Regions from separate parts of the Gossypium arboreum genome. Here region 2 is linked to region 1. Evidence: chromatin contacts called from public Hi-C data. All regions are on one chromosome and are shown on one strand. The core of a region is the stretch at or near the end of the contact, and the rest is flanking DNA. Distances in the headings are between cores, read along the strand shown.

What was found. A called contact is a pair of places that touch in the nucleus more often than the background predicts.
Region 2: a Hi-C map of leaf shows a contact between it and region 1, with 2.3 times the contacts expected there. The contact joins the promoter of LOC108467116 here to the enhancer-like site in region 1. A contact is called at or near these places in 2 of 5 Hi-C or Micro-C datasets (both in leaf).

The regions. Positions count from the first base shown.
Region 1 is chr13:21,366,197-21,372,401 of ASM2569848v2, forward strand. No RefSeq gene overlaps it. Among protein-coding and RNA genes, the nearest start is that of LOC108461644, 7.1 kb to the right of the region's middle. Within about 2 kb of position 2,780, at least 1 of the 2 cell types and tissues checked has an H3K27ac peak or open chromatin away from gene starts, as enhancers often do. A contact at or near this core is called in leaf, where this site is marked.
Region 2 is chr13:21,424,332-21,430,575 of ASM2569848v2, forward strand. It overlaps LOC108467116 (pentatricopeptide repeat-containing protein At1g26900, mitochondrial), which reads left to right and starts at 1,704. Exons shown (of 1, transcript XM_017767635.2): 1 at 1,704-3,800. The coding sequence starts at 1,810. The coding sequence ends at 3,549. LOC108467115 (PH, RCC1 and FYVE domains-containing protein 1) reads right to left here. Exons shown (of 9, transcript XM_017767634.2): 6 at 5,381-6,244; 7 at 4,891-5,037; 8 at 4,506-4,798; 9 at 3,791-4,175. The coding sequence ends at 4,082.

The sequences.
Region 1 (6,205 bases), core at 1,530-4,029:
GAAACCCATGGTACCTTCTGCAAAAGTTTGTCGGGGCAGTAAAAATTTGATTATATGTGTTGCTTGCGTGGCATGATCTGCTAAGCCTTAGTGGCGTATTCTGTGTTGCCTTTGTGTCGAATTATAACGCCTATGTGGCGTATTTGGATATGCCTACATGGTAAAATCTGGTTATCCGCCTTTATGGTAAGTTCTGATATCTCTTCGATAGATGATTCTGTGATAAGGATCTAATACAACTGAAGTGAACTTGGTTGGTTAGTCTTGTGATAAAATTAAATGGGTCTTGCGGGACGGTTCCTAAAAGAAAGTATGTATCCGCATTTCTAAAGAGGGTGTATTCATAGTTATGAAAGCTATAAGTACTCTCTGGTCTGAGTTTGTCTATGCAGTGAAGGGTTGAAATCTAATTTATCTGGTATTTATCATATATGAGTAGTATCATGTCTCATTCTGGGGTTATTTGGAATCTGAACCATTTGCTAATCTGGGGTTCTTGTGCTATGTAACATGGACGTATGGAATTCTTCTGAATGATCTGGAACATTTCATCATTAGTATAAAGTGGTTATGGGTTTGATTCAGGATATGATCTGATTGGTGGTCTGACAGTTGTTAAACCCGGTATGGGAATTCGTTGGAAGTGGGTTCTATATAGATATCCTTTTGAGAAGTATTTTGTGTTCTAAGAAGGATTAAGATCTATATTGACTAGTAAGATCTGGAATTAGTCAAGGAGTGAAGTAAGAGTGATATGTTAAGTATGGAAGTTGGCGTATAGGAATATATCCATTATTGTTAAAGAATTTGCCAAAGGCAAAGTGGTAACCCAAACTTTTAAGATAAAGAATTCAAATAAAAAGACTCCAAGGTATTCTGTATTAAAATTCACTAAGTTCGTAAGAACTTACAAATTGTTTGTTCATGTTTCAAGTCCTGCTGTGTGAATGAGTACACTAGGAGGGACTAAGCTAAGGATGCGCTAGAGAAAAACGGTGAGTTAGAATATTTTGCATACAGAGGGCCTTTTAGAAGTATGGCGTTTAGTTCTCTATGCCAAGAAAAGTCTGTCTTTAACAAACTTTTGTGCTGTAATGTACTATATTATTTTTAAAAGTTTGTTGTATTCTTGAATGTTATTTTTACCTCTTTTTTTCAAAAAGCCTTTATTAAAATAATATAAAGAATGTTGAAAAAGGATCATATGTAGATGGTTTAAAAATTTGTGCTAAATGTTTGTGTATCGTAACATTCTATATTCGGACTCGGTGATTCAGATCGGGTAAAAGGTGTTACAATTTATTTAGGTTATTTTCCTTAAAATTGAATAAATTCTATTTTTCATGAGTACTTAGTGTATGAATTTGTGAGATTATAATTGCAAACTCCTTAACAATTATAATTCAAATATGTGAGATTAAAGTTTTTGTTTTGGATTTTGCCTAGAGAATTTAAGTTTTTCTCACTAGAAAATCTCAATTTTATCCCATGTCTAGTTCTTGAAAAGATCTTATTCTCTTAGCATCTGAGGGTTCATGAATAATGAAGAAAATCATTCTATTATAAGCCAGAAGGATTTAAAAGCTAGATTTAGGATTCATTGAATCATCCTAGCTCAGAAACACAAGTACTAAATTAGATAAAACTTATTACTATATATATCACAACCAAAGGTCCAATATTATGAAAAAAATTAAATTTTCGTTATGCAACAAATCGGTTTTCATAACCTATTTTTCCATCAATACCAACATAAGGAAATCAAATTTAGACCTAAGAGAATATACCCAAAACCGTAAGAAATTAGTAAAGCTATACAGATCAAACCTTGAAAAATAGCTAGCGAACACAACACGCATGTAATAACTAACTATCAATTTAATAATAGTGCATGTTGTAGGTTACAGTGTAATATCAATAAAAGGCTTAGTGACACAATCTTGTCGAATTAAGGACACTATCCCCAACTAATAACGTGCAAGGAACGATTTATCTTTTATACGCTCTCATGCAATTAGCAACTTCTGGGCACCAATGGACCATCGATATAAATACCAAGATATATTCTTCTTCACAGGTACCCTCACTATTACGATTACTCTACTAAAGCATTCCCACAAGTTCTCATCACCTTCCCCCTATTCACTTAAGCATCAGAGAGTGTCTCAGAGCATATAGTTTGACAGTCCCATAGTCTTTCCTTGAACTTGTATGCCTAAAGACTTCATCAGTCCAAAGATAATATCCAGCTTGTTTTCTTCCTAAGGAGATGCTAACAAGGATTATATTTGTAATTCCAAAAAGAAATAACATACTATAATTTGAATGGAGTCCTATATATTATTAACCTACCAAAATTTATATAATACATATATTTAATTTTAGTTATACTATACAAGTTAACAAAAATATACAAAGTGGCCTCAAGGGGCAGGTAGAGTATTGGCTCTCTAAGTTCATATGATTGAAATCTCAATTTACCCATAATCATTTATAATTCAAAATAGGTTCTCTTAACATAAAATTGTCAACTTCTCCTCTAAAGATTTATAATTTTATCTTTAACCCTTAATAAAATATTGAGTAGTTGAGGCGAAAACTTTTACCGCGAAAAGGATTTTACTTTGATTGCCTTTGGGAAGATATGAAAAGAAGATAGGGTGTTATAGTAAAACCTAATCATGGTGTTGGCGCCAGCGCAAACATTTGAGGCAGAAGGTATAACGAAAAGGGCAAAGATGGATCCATATGTTGCATGGAGATGGAAGAAGCACTTAAAATTAGGTCGAGGAACCACGTGAATGACACTTTCAAGGCACCAACGAACTAACCCCTTCACCCTAACCCACATGCTCTTTTCTTTTCATCATTGGTAGGTGAAGTAGCACATGGGCGTTGAGTATATATGTTTCTTTATTTTATAATGCAATTTGTTTTTTAAATAAGCTCTTATTTAAAAATAATAATAATTGATATTTGAGAGACGATTATGTATTGATTTAGTTAATGAATATTATTATTGTTAAAAATTTTTGAAAGTTGAGTTTAAATAGTTAAGATATGTATTGTATTTTTTTAGATGAGCATAATTAAATAGGAATTTAGAGATTAAAATATATATTAAAATTTTGAAAAGAAACTTGATATTTGGCAAACCTTGTTCTTCAAAAAAAAAAATTTGATTAGCTCCAACATGGCCATGTAAATTTTGGGTGCCCCGACTTTTTGAAGATTTATCTCATATAGATATGTAAAATTCATGCTAACTTTTTATATATATATATAAAAATGGCTTATATTTGAATTTTCATTATTCCTTTGGATTTAAATAGCTCATATTTTCTTGATTTATAGAAACGTTATTCAAAACTTTTTTATATGTAGTTTTTTATATAAATTTATTTTGATATAAGTTCCATGATATAGATCCTATCCTATTTTATAATGTTGATTGTGGTTGTAGTTATTTGGTTGTATTGATTACAATTTGTATTTGTACTTGTATTCTCTTTAAAGAATTAAATTATTTTACTAAATATATTTCTATTTTTGACCCATCTCAAATGCGAAAAACAGAACTTTTATATATATATATATATATATATATATATATATATATATTATACATTTTGATAATGTTTGAAAAGCCACTTAATTATTAGATTTGGGTGTAATTATTTGTGATTACACAAGAGTGATATATTTATATAATCATTCAATTGGTGGGTCCTTTAGAATTAAGTGTAATTGGAGCATTCTATTTACACTCTACAATTCTTAGGGGGGAGACAGAGAATTGAGATAACTACGTGGATAATTACAAGTAATTACCAATTATTTTCATACAACTTTATAAAAATATTTTAATACAATAATATAATAAAATATTTTAATTTTATGAAATATATATTTTAAATATAATTTTATATTTATTATGTAATTATAAAAATTGCATCTGGAAATCCACAAAGTTGGTTAAGCAAATATAAAATGTTCTCTTACATCATGTCGTGGGGTATAATATCATTTGAAAGAATGAAGCTAAACACAAGCCCTAGAGATGAATTGTGAACTCTTTAATTTAAGACATTTAAAGCTTTAATATATGGTTGATAGGATATTTACTACTATAAAAAAAATTTCCCAATATTAATAACACCACTTCAATGTAGTCTAAAAAAAAAGGTCAGATTGTGGTAACATGTTGTGTACTTCATAGCTTCACTTGTTAGTAGAATTGGGATGACCCATACTTTGGTAACATGTTGTATACTTTATAGCGTCACTTGTTAGTAGAATTGGAATGACCTATACTTTGAAGAGTACAAAGAAGAAGAAGAAGAAGAAGAAGAAGAAGAAGAAGAAGATCTTAATAATTTTAATGATACAGATTCAAATTTCGATTCAGATAATGAAAAGGTTAGTCATGGATAAACAAATTAATGAGTATATGTTAAATGCTAGAGTTAAATAAAATTGTGTATGATGTTTTTTTTTCTTTGTTATTTTTATTTGTAATCATATTGTGACTAATATGACGTATAAGGATTAGATTTTAATTTTGTTAATTATTTAGAGTTTTTATTTTTATAATAATTAATATTGTGTAAAAAATTACTTTATTTTATCAAACAAAAACCTTGTTAAATTATTAATAATCCCTTAAAGATATTATATGTTTAGATACAGTCCAAGTTATAACTTGAAATTATAGCAAGACCAAGTAGGGCTTCTTAAATTTAATAATACTAACCAACCCAAAGTTACAATAGATGTCTCTCTCATTAAGCAAGTTGTGAAGTAAATCAAGGTTTTCGATTTTATGGAAATTGATGATCATCATCACAAGTTTTCTTTTTCAGTAAAACCCATACATGTTTAAAAATTTAATAAATAACAACACCGAGATTTGGCAACATCCCTCTTAATATCACTTCCACCCTAACTCTTTATTCCATAAAACGCTGCCAACAAATTAGGGTTTCCTATAAATTTGTTTATAAATAAACAATTCAAAGTTTAAGTTTTGGAGATAATACTGGTGAGACGTAAATAGAAAAGAGTTAGCCTAAGGCTGATCTTAATCCCTTTATTTAATGTACTTTTTTCTATTTTTATAATATTGCTAGCACCTTTAGTGGTATGACGTGATTATTTTTTTTTTTAAAAAAAAAATATTATTCGTTAATATTACATAAAAGATAAATCAATTATGTTGTAAAAGTTTATTTTAAAAGAACAACAAACTTATAAATTAAATATTAAATTAGAAGGTAACAGGGATCTAAAATAAGACATTAGACGGGAAGAGTTTTTTAATTGAGCTAGTACACGAATCCCACCACTAACATGAAAATATTAGCACACTATTTTAAGTTATTATATTAAATAAATTTAGGATTTTAATAATCAACTATCTATTTAATATTTTAAAAGAATATTCTTTAAAGCAATTTCTTTAAGAGGTGATTGTTAAAAATGAACGCAACACCTGATTTAGATCCAAAACTCAATTATGAAATTTGGGTTTTTTTGCATTTTCATTTCTTGTGTTAACCATTAACCACTCAATCATCCAACTTTCTTTTCATTTTACTTTAGAAAACAATATTTTCTTTTAATTTTTTATTCTTTTACTTTTACTTTTAACTTTTTATTTTTTATTTAATTTTAAAGTTATTTCATTGATTAATTTTTAAATCAATTTTTAAATATCAAATTTGACAAGATTTATTTACAAATACTATTAACTTATATTTAAATCGGATAGATTAAAATATTAAATATTAAATTTTTAAAGGAAAAAAATATCCCTAAAATTTAAAATTTAGTATTTAGTTTTTTTAAAATGAAATAGTTAAATTTTGTTTAAGTGATTGTTTTACCAATAGTCACATTTACGTCGGCCCAATCCCACCACCAGCGATCTCTGTGTTTTTTTTTTTTTTTTCTGCTAATCCCACCATCGGTGGCCACACCTTTCAAAAATCTCCAAACGCCGATGAGTTTCTTGTTGCAAAACTTTGGACCAAAATCAGGACCCGAGTCACACTCGCCCTGCCACTAGGAAGGAATTTCTGGCATGCCTGCATCGTCGAAGCTCTTATATTCAAGGCCAAGGAATTGAGGGGAACGCGTAGGGTGGAGAGTGCAAATAGTATATTCATACACCCAGAATCGATTCCGATTTGCTAAGAGACTCGGG
Region 2 (6,244 bases), core at 454-2,953, 57 kb after region 1:
TTAACAAGTATGTAAAGTTTATATTTCATTTATCATTATATTAAATTATTTAAAATTACATAACTTAATAATTTTTTACTTTCTAAAGAATACTAAACATTAACAAACTACATTTTTCTACAACATTTTTATCACACTTTTTCTAAAAGTAAGTCCTTTATTAATGCAAATTTCAATTTTGAATGCGTTTATGATGAAGGGACTTAATTGTTTTATTTTTGAAACTACCAAAAATTTTCAAATAAAGATGTTATTGGAAATAAATGAAAATTAGGAAAGATTATATTAGTACATAAAATAAAGAAACTTCATTTTTTGTTCCATATATGCTGGGACTAACTTAAAATTCTTTATTGTGTTTAATGAATGTGTGTAAACTTAGTATGCAAAATTTCAAAAATATCAATCTTGTTGTTTTGTTCCATTGCAAACTGCTTCCAAAAAGTATTCGCATTCCAAAGACTCAATCTTTCAAATTGGTAACAACGAATGTTCATATTTCATATATTTAACACTCTTATGTTTAACATTTTGTTCGATTTTTAAATGAAATATCACTTATCATTGTACATGTTTCGTGTCTTTTTTATGTTTAATTGTCTTTCTAGTTAATTATGCTTTTATTTTTATAAGATTTCAATAGTTGATATTTAATTATAGCCTTCAACCAGGTTTATAAAAACTTGAGGCTTAGATTTGAAGTTTATTGGAAGCTAAAATGAGGATACGAGTCAAATGGGATGAGGCGTAGCTGAAACCAAGTGACTCGAGTGAGCCTAATGCCCCTGACCGAGCATGGCACCCCATCACGCAAGAATCGACACTCCAACACCACACATCGACGCCCCAGCGTGCGACCAGTCGAGCCCCCCTCTTTGTATCCCATGCGCCCCTGCATCATACCCTTGGCTCCCCAACATAGGCTCTACTGTCTTAATGAAATCCTCCACATTTTAATCAAGTTTAGAGGGTATTTTGGTCTTTTAAGAGTTTTATGATCCCAAGCAAGCTTCTATAACTTAGCTTAGGTTAATTAGACAATATAAATATTATATTTTTAGAGGGAGTTAGGGTTTTTGCTAGTTTTTCTTACTTTGTAGTATCTTCTTGTTTATTGCATTTTCCCAACTATATGACTTCCTAAACTCCCTTTTCTAGTTGAAGGTTAATTAAAAGTTTGATTCAATAAATTCATGAGAATTAATTTGGGCTTTAATCCTTTATTGTTCTTTAATATTCACATATATTTAGTTCTAATTACAAGTGTTTGAATTTATTAAATATTGGCTAGTATTTGATACTTAGAATGATTTTTTTATCAATTAGACTAAATAAATCTATAATTATTTTTTTCATTCTAATACTAGTGACAAACGACATAAATTGTATAGTTTATGATTATGTGGTGCGGACGTGTGATATAGCTTAATGAATCACGTCGAGATAAGTTTATTAGTTAGAATTAGGTCTTTCTAGTTTTTAATGTTATCGGTAAGTTAAAGATTGGACATTCAGTTATAAAGTTGTTTATTAGTTAAGGAAGTAATTTCAAATGAGTTGCCACTTTGTTACCAGAGATTAGTTGTTTATGCCGACAAACCAATCTCTCGTTTGCACTGATAAACCAATCGATTGTCAGCTAAGATGGCCAAGCTTGGACTTGGGCTTGGGCCTAAGCCCAGCTCATGAATGCAAGTCAACAACACCGTAACATGGTAACTGTGGAAAAGTTGTCTGCCAAAGAACCCTGAAGCAGTGAACCTGTCGTGCGAAAAAAAAAAAAAAAAAACTGTCTAACGAACTTAGCCGATGCTATTCAAACCTTCAAACTTTGGCCCACATCCTTCAACCATCGTTTCCATATTAAAATCATGCAAGCAAATTACTGAAATCTCTCAAATTCATGGCTGTATCATTAAAACTGGACTTGATAATGACCCTTTCATTATAAGCAAGCTTCTTCTTTCTTCTTCACTGCAAGATATAAAATATGCAGCCTCCGTCTTCAAGCAAATTGACAACCCAAATCTCTTCATGTACAATTGCATCCTTAGAGGCTTTTCCATTAGCAATAACCCAAAACAAGCTTTTAGTGTTTTCAATAACTTGAGGGCTAAAGATGGGATTTTTCTCGATCAGTTCTCTTTCATTACTACGCTTAAAGCATGTGGCCGTGAATTGGCAATTTTTAACGGTCAAATGATTCACGGGTTGGCTTTGAGATCTGGGCATTTGTTTTTCATCAATGTTAAGAATACCCTTTTGCGTGTTTACAGTGTTTGTGGAAGAATGTTTGATGCTCATAACTTGTTCGATGAAAGTCCTGAAAGGAACGATGTCGTTTCGTGGAACACTCTGATGGGTGGGTATCTTGATGTTTCTAAACCTGATACTGTCATAGGTTTGTTCAGACAAATGCGTTGGAATTGTTTGACAATGAGTGTCACTACGTTTTTGACTGTTCTATTGGCTATGGGTGAAGTACGGGATTCACTTGGGGGAGAGTCAATTCACGGGCATTGTTTGAAACTTGGGTTTTGTTTTGATTCAAATCTGGTATCTGCTTTAATCGATATGTATGCGAAAACTGGGAATGTTTATTTAGGGCGTAGGGCTTTCGATGAGGTTGTAGCAAAGGATGTTGTACTCTGGAATTGTATGATCAGCAAGTATGCTGAAAATGGCCTGCTTGAAGAGTCTTTAGCTTTACTACGTCTCATGAAAGTTATGCAAGTAAAGCCTAATTCGACTACATTGGTATCTTTGCTTTCAGCTTGTGCTGCCTCCGGAGCTATAAATATAGGACTTTGCATAGGTGATTATGTGGAAGAGGAAGGAATACCACTGGATGCGGTTATCGGGACGGCTCTCGTCAATATGTATGCAAAGTGTGGTGTTTTAAACAAGGCCGTTGATGTGTTTCATAGGATGGAGAGCAAAGATGTAAAATGTTGGACTGCGATGATTTCAGGTTACGGAGTGCATGGTTTTACCCAAGATGCCATTAGGTTATTTTATCAAATGGAGGAAGAAGGCTTTAGACCTAATGAAGTCACTTTCTTAACAGTTTTGAGTGCCTGCAGTCATGGAGGGCTAATCACAGAGGGGACAAGTTGCTTTGAGAAGATGATTCAATATGGTATCTTGCCGAAAGTCGAACACTATGGATGTATCATTGATCTTTTTGGCCGTGCTGGATTGCTAGAAGAAGCACATGATTTAATCAAAAGCTTGCCCATTAAAGGCGATGCTACTGCATGGCGTGCACTGCTTTCAGCTTGCCGAGTATACGGGAACGTTGAGTTGGGGGAATGTGTGAAGGGCATATTGGTGGGATCTTATAATCAACTTCCAACAGATTCAATCCTTCTTTCTAGTACATATGCTATTGCTGGAAGGTTGCAGGATCAAACCAGGATGCAGGCAATGGAAAAAGAAATGCTCAAAAGGGCTGGGATTAGGTCAGTTGGAAAGGAAGATAAGATGCTTAAGGAAGCTGGATATAGCATAATTGAGATGGAAAATGAAGGGTTTGATCATAATTCCTAACAAACTTCACACAATCAACCTGCAGATTACTCGGTATGTCTAACAAGATCAGTTTTTTCTTTTTCCCTCCATTTATTTATTTATTTTCAAATAGATATAGGATCAAGTGCATTGCAGGAAAATGCAGCTTCTTTTAGATGCTTGAAAGGTTCTTTATCCTATGTTTATTCCCATATGAATTCCACTTGTTTAGAGATTAGAGATATAATCAATTGAAGGGCTTATAAGATGGAGTTCATAATTGAAAGAAATGTAGAGCTTCTCTGATTTTTTTTTTTTTCACTTTGTGTACAAAAAAAGGTAACAAAACGCTCCAAAGAAAATATCTATTAGAAACCTTAGAATCCAAGAAAAACAAAGAAAAAAAAAGCAGCAAAAGTTACTAGGGATTCCTCAATCCTCACAATGCAATTCTTAAATCCTTTCACTTTCTTGCCTACATTCTTAATATATATTTCTCACTCTACCTGCAAATTTCTTATACACAAGCCAGTCTTCTTCAAGAGAAACCGACAGCATTCAAGCTCCAAAACTAATATGCACGAATGATATTATGCCGTTCACATACTTTAGCCCCATTTTCAGCCCACCATTTTTCTGCTTGTTCTTCTGTGAAATGCTTCCGACTGCAGAAAAGAGCATAAAATCGTTCAGTAATTAGACCAAAGTTTCAAATTTATACCTTGAATACTGCATGACAACCTTGTATATATAAATGCTTTTGGAACTTAATGACAACTTTTTACTTCAATTTAAGCTTGTTTGTCGATGATATTAATAAGGCAACAGCCATAACTTGATCATTACCCAAAAGAAAAATGAAATACCACAATTGTCAGCACAATGAATGGGTGTGAGATTACTGAAGCAAAATGCATATTTAAGTGTGGTTGTACTAGAAGGTTTAGTAATGGTTCAATTGTGTTGACTTCAAATAGAGGATCATGAATACATACCTAAAGCGGACACGCTTGAGTGCATTACTTCCACTGGGCAAGGGTGATAAAGTTATGTACACTCCTGGCTCATTGTGTATTACCGTCTCTGACTTTTTAGTTTGTACTTTGGTTCCGTGAGATGTGGATAGGTTGTTTGCATTGCACTTATTGTTACTTGGTGCAGACGACATCATGCTGCTTGCATGGCTGCAACTGGAGAACACATGTTCAATATCTGAACTGTGTTTGGCCGTAGGACTGGTATTGCCGGCATTATGGCATGTTGGAAGTCTGTTAGCCACCTCCTCCAACTGCAAGATCAGTTGGGCATAAACAATATCAGAAACTAATAAAGTTAGGGGCTTGCAGTTGCAGAACAAGAAATAGCAATCTTCCTCCAAACCTGAGCAGTAAGAGACCTAATAGCTTCTTCCGCTGCTTTGTATTTTTCAGCTTCATTTTCTGCTATTGCAGTGACCTCCTTTAATCTCCTTGACGTATTTTCAAGCTCAGCTTCAAGATGTTGGGATTTGCATGTAAGATCTTCGACCTGCAAGGAATGTCCAGCACATTTAGTATCTTCTCATCATCCCTTTCAATTTAGATAACTAAAGCAGTTAAATATAATCAAAATTCAACAGCAATGGAGAGATAAAGAGAAACAAGTCTCAATGAAATTTCACATCATCGTCATATGCTGCCTTCAGCGGAAGTAACATAGGTATTTACAGATTAGTCTCTTCCATCAGCATCATCTGCCTTTCTGTTAAAGTTATACTGAAGCAACTTCTAAATAAAACAGATGAGTTCTCGAATGCGTTCTCATTGCTCCAAATGCCAAAGCCTAAACGAAGTAACAAAGTAGTAATTTCAAAATAAGCTCAACAGTTTACCTGTGCCCTTAAAGTTATGATCTCTTGGTTGAGACCGTCATTCATTTGCTTTGAATCATCGAAAGTTACAGTTGAAGATCGAGTGCTCGACTTTCCTGAAGCAGGAGAGGCTGCTCGAGATGTCTTTCTAGAAACTGAAACTGGTAAATTTTTCTTAGAATCTCCAACTGGAGAAAGCGATAGCTTTGGTGTATAAAATCCTCCGAGATGAAAATTTCCGTTCTGAGCTGGGAAAAGGGTCCGATTTTGTAAGTCTAGTTTCAGTTCATGCTTGCAGTTCCCACTTTCAGACTGATTACACAAGCCAGCAGCAGACAGTCTGGAGAGTTGTGTATGTGACCTGGGAGCTAAAACATCTTTATCTATACTCTCATTGGATTTACGAGGAAAGATTCCATTTCGGACTTTAGGAGTCCAGGCATTAGAAACAGGGTCTGCACCTTTTTTCAATTTAGCAAAACAATCATCACACACTCTATATGGTTTGTTAATAGTTGGAGCCAATGAAGCCTTTAGAGATTTCCTCATAGTGCATGCTTTGCAAAAGAATAGTCCACAATTATAACAGTTGTGACGCTTTCTTCTGAAACCAAACGGATTTCGACAACCAGAGCACATAGAATGATCAGCACTAGATATCCATTTATGAAGGCATACAACTGTAGAAAAGTTTGAACCACAAACTACACTCTTAACTTGCTTATCTTTCAGGAAATTAACAAGGGTTGGTGTATTTCTGTCATCAGTATCTCCATGTCCTAGTTGCCCATTTGTGCCCTTTCCCCAAGTATAAACCTCTTTTTTTGAATTCAAAATAGCAACATGATACGATCCGCATGCAATTTCTTCAACAATGCTATCTGT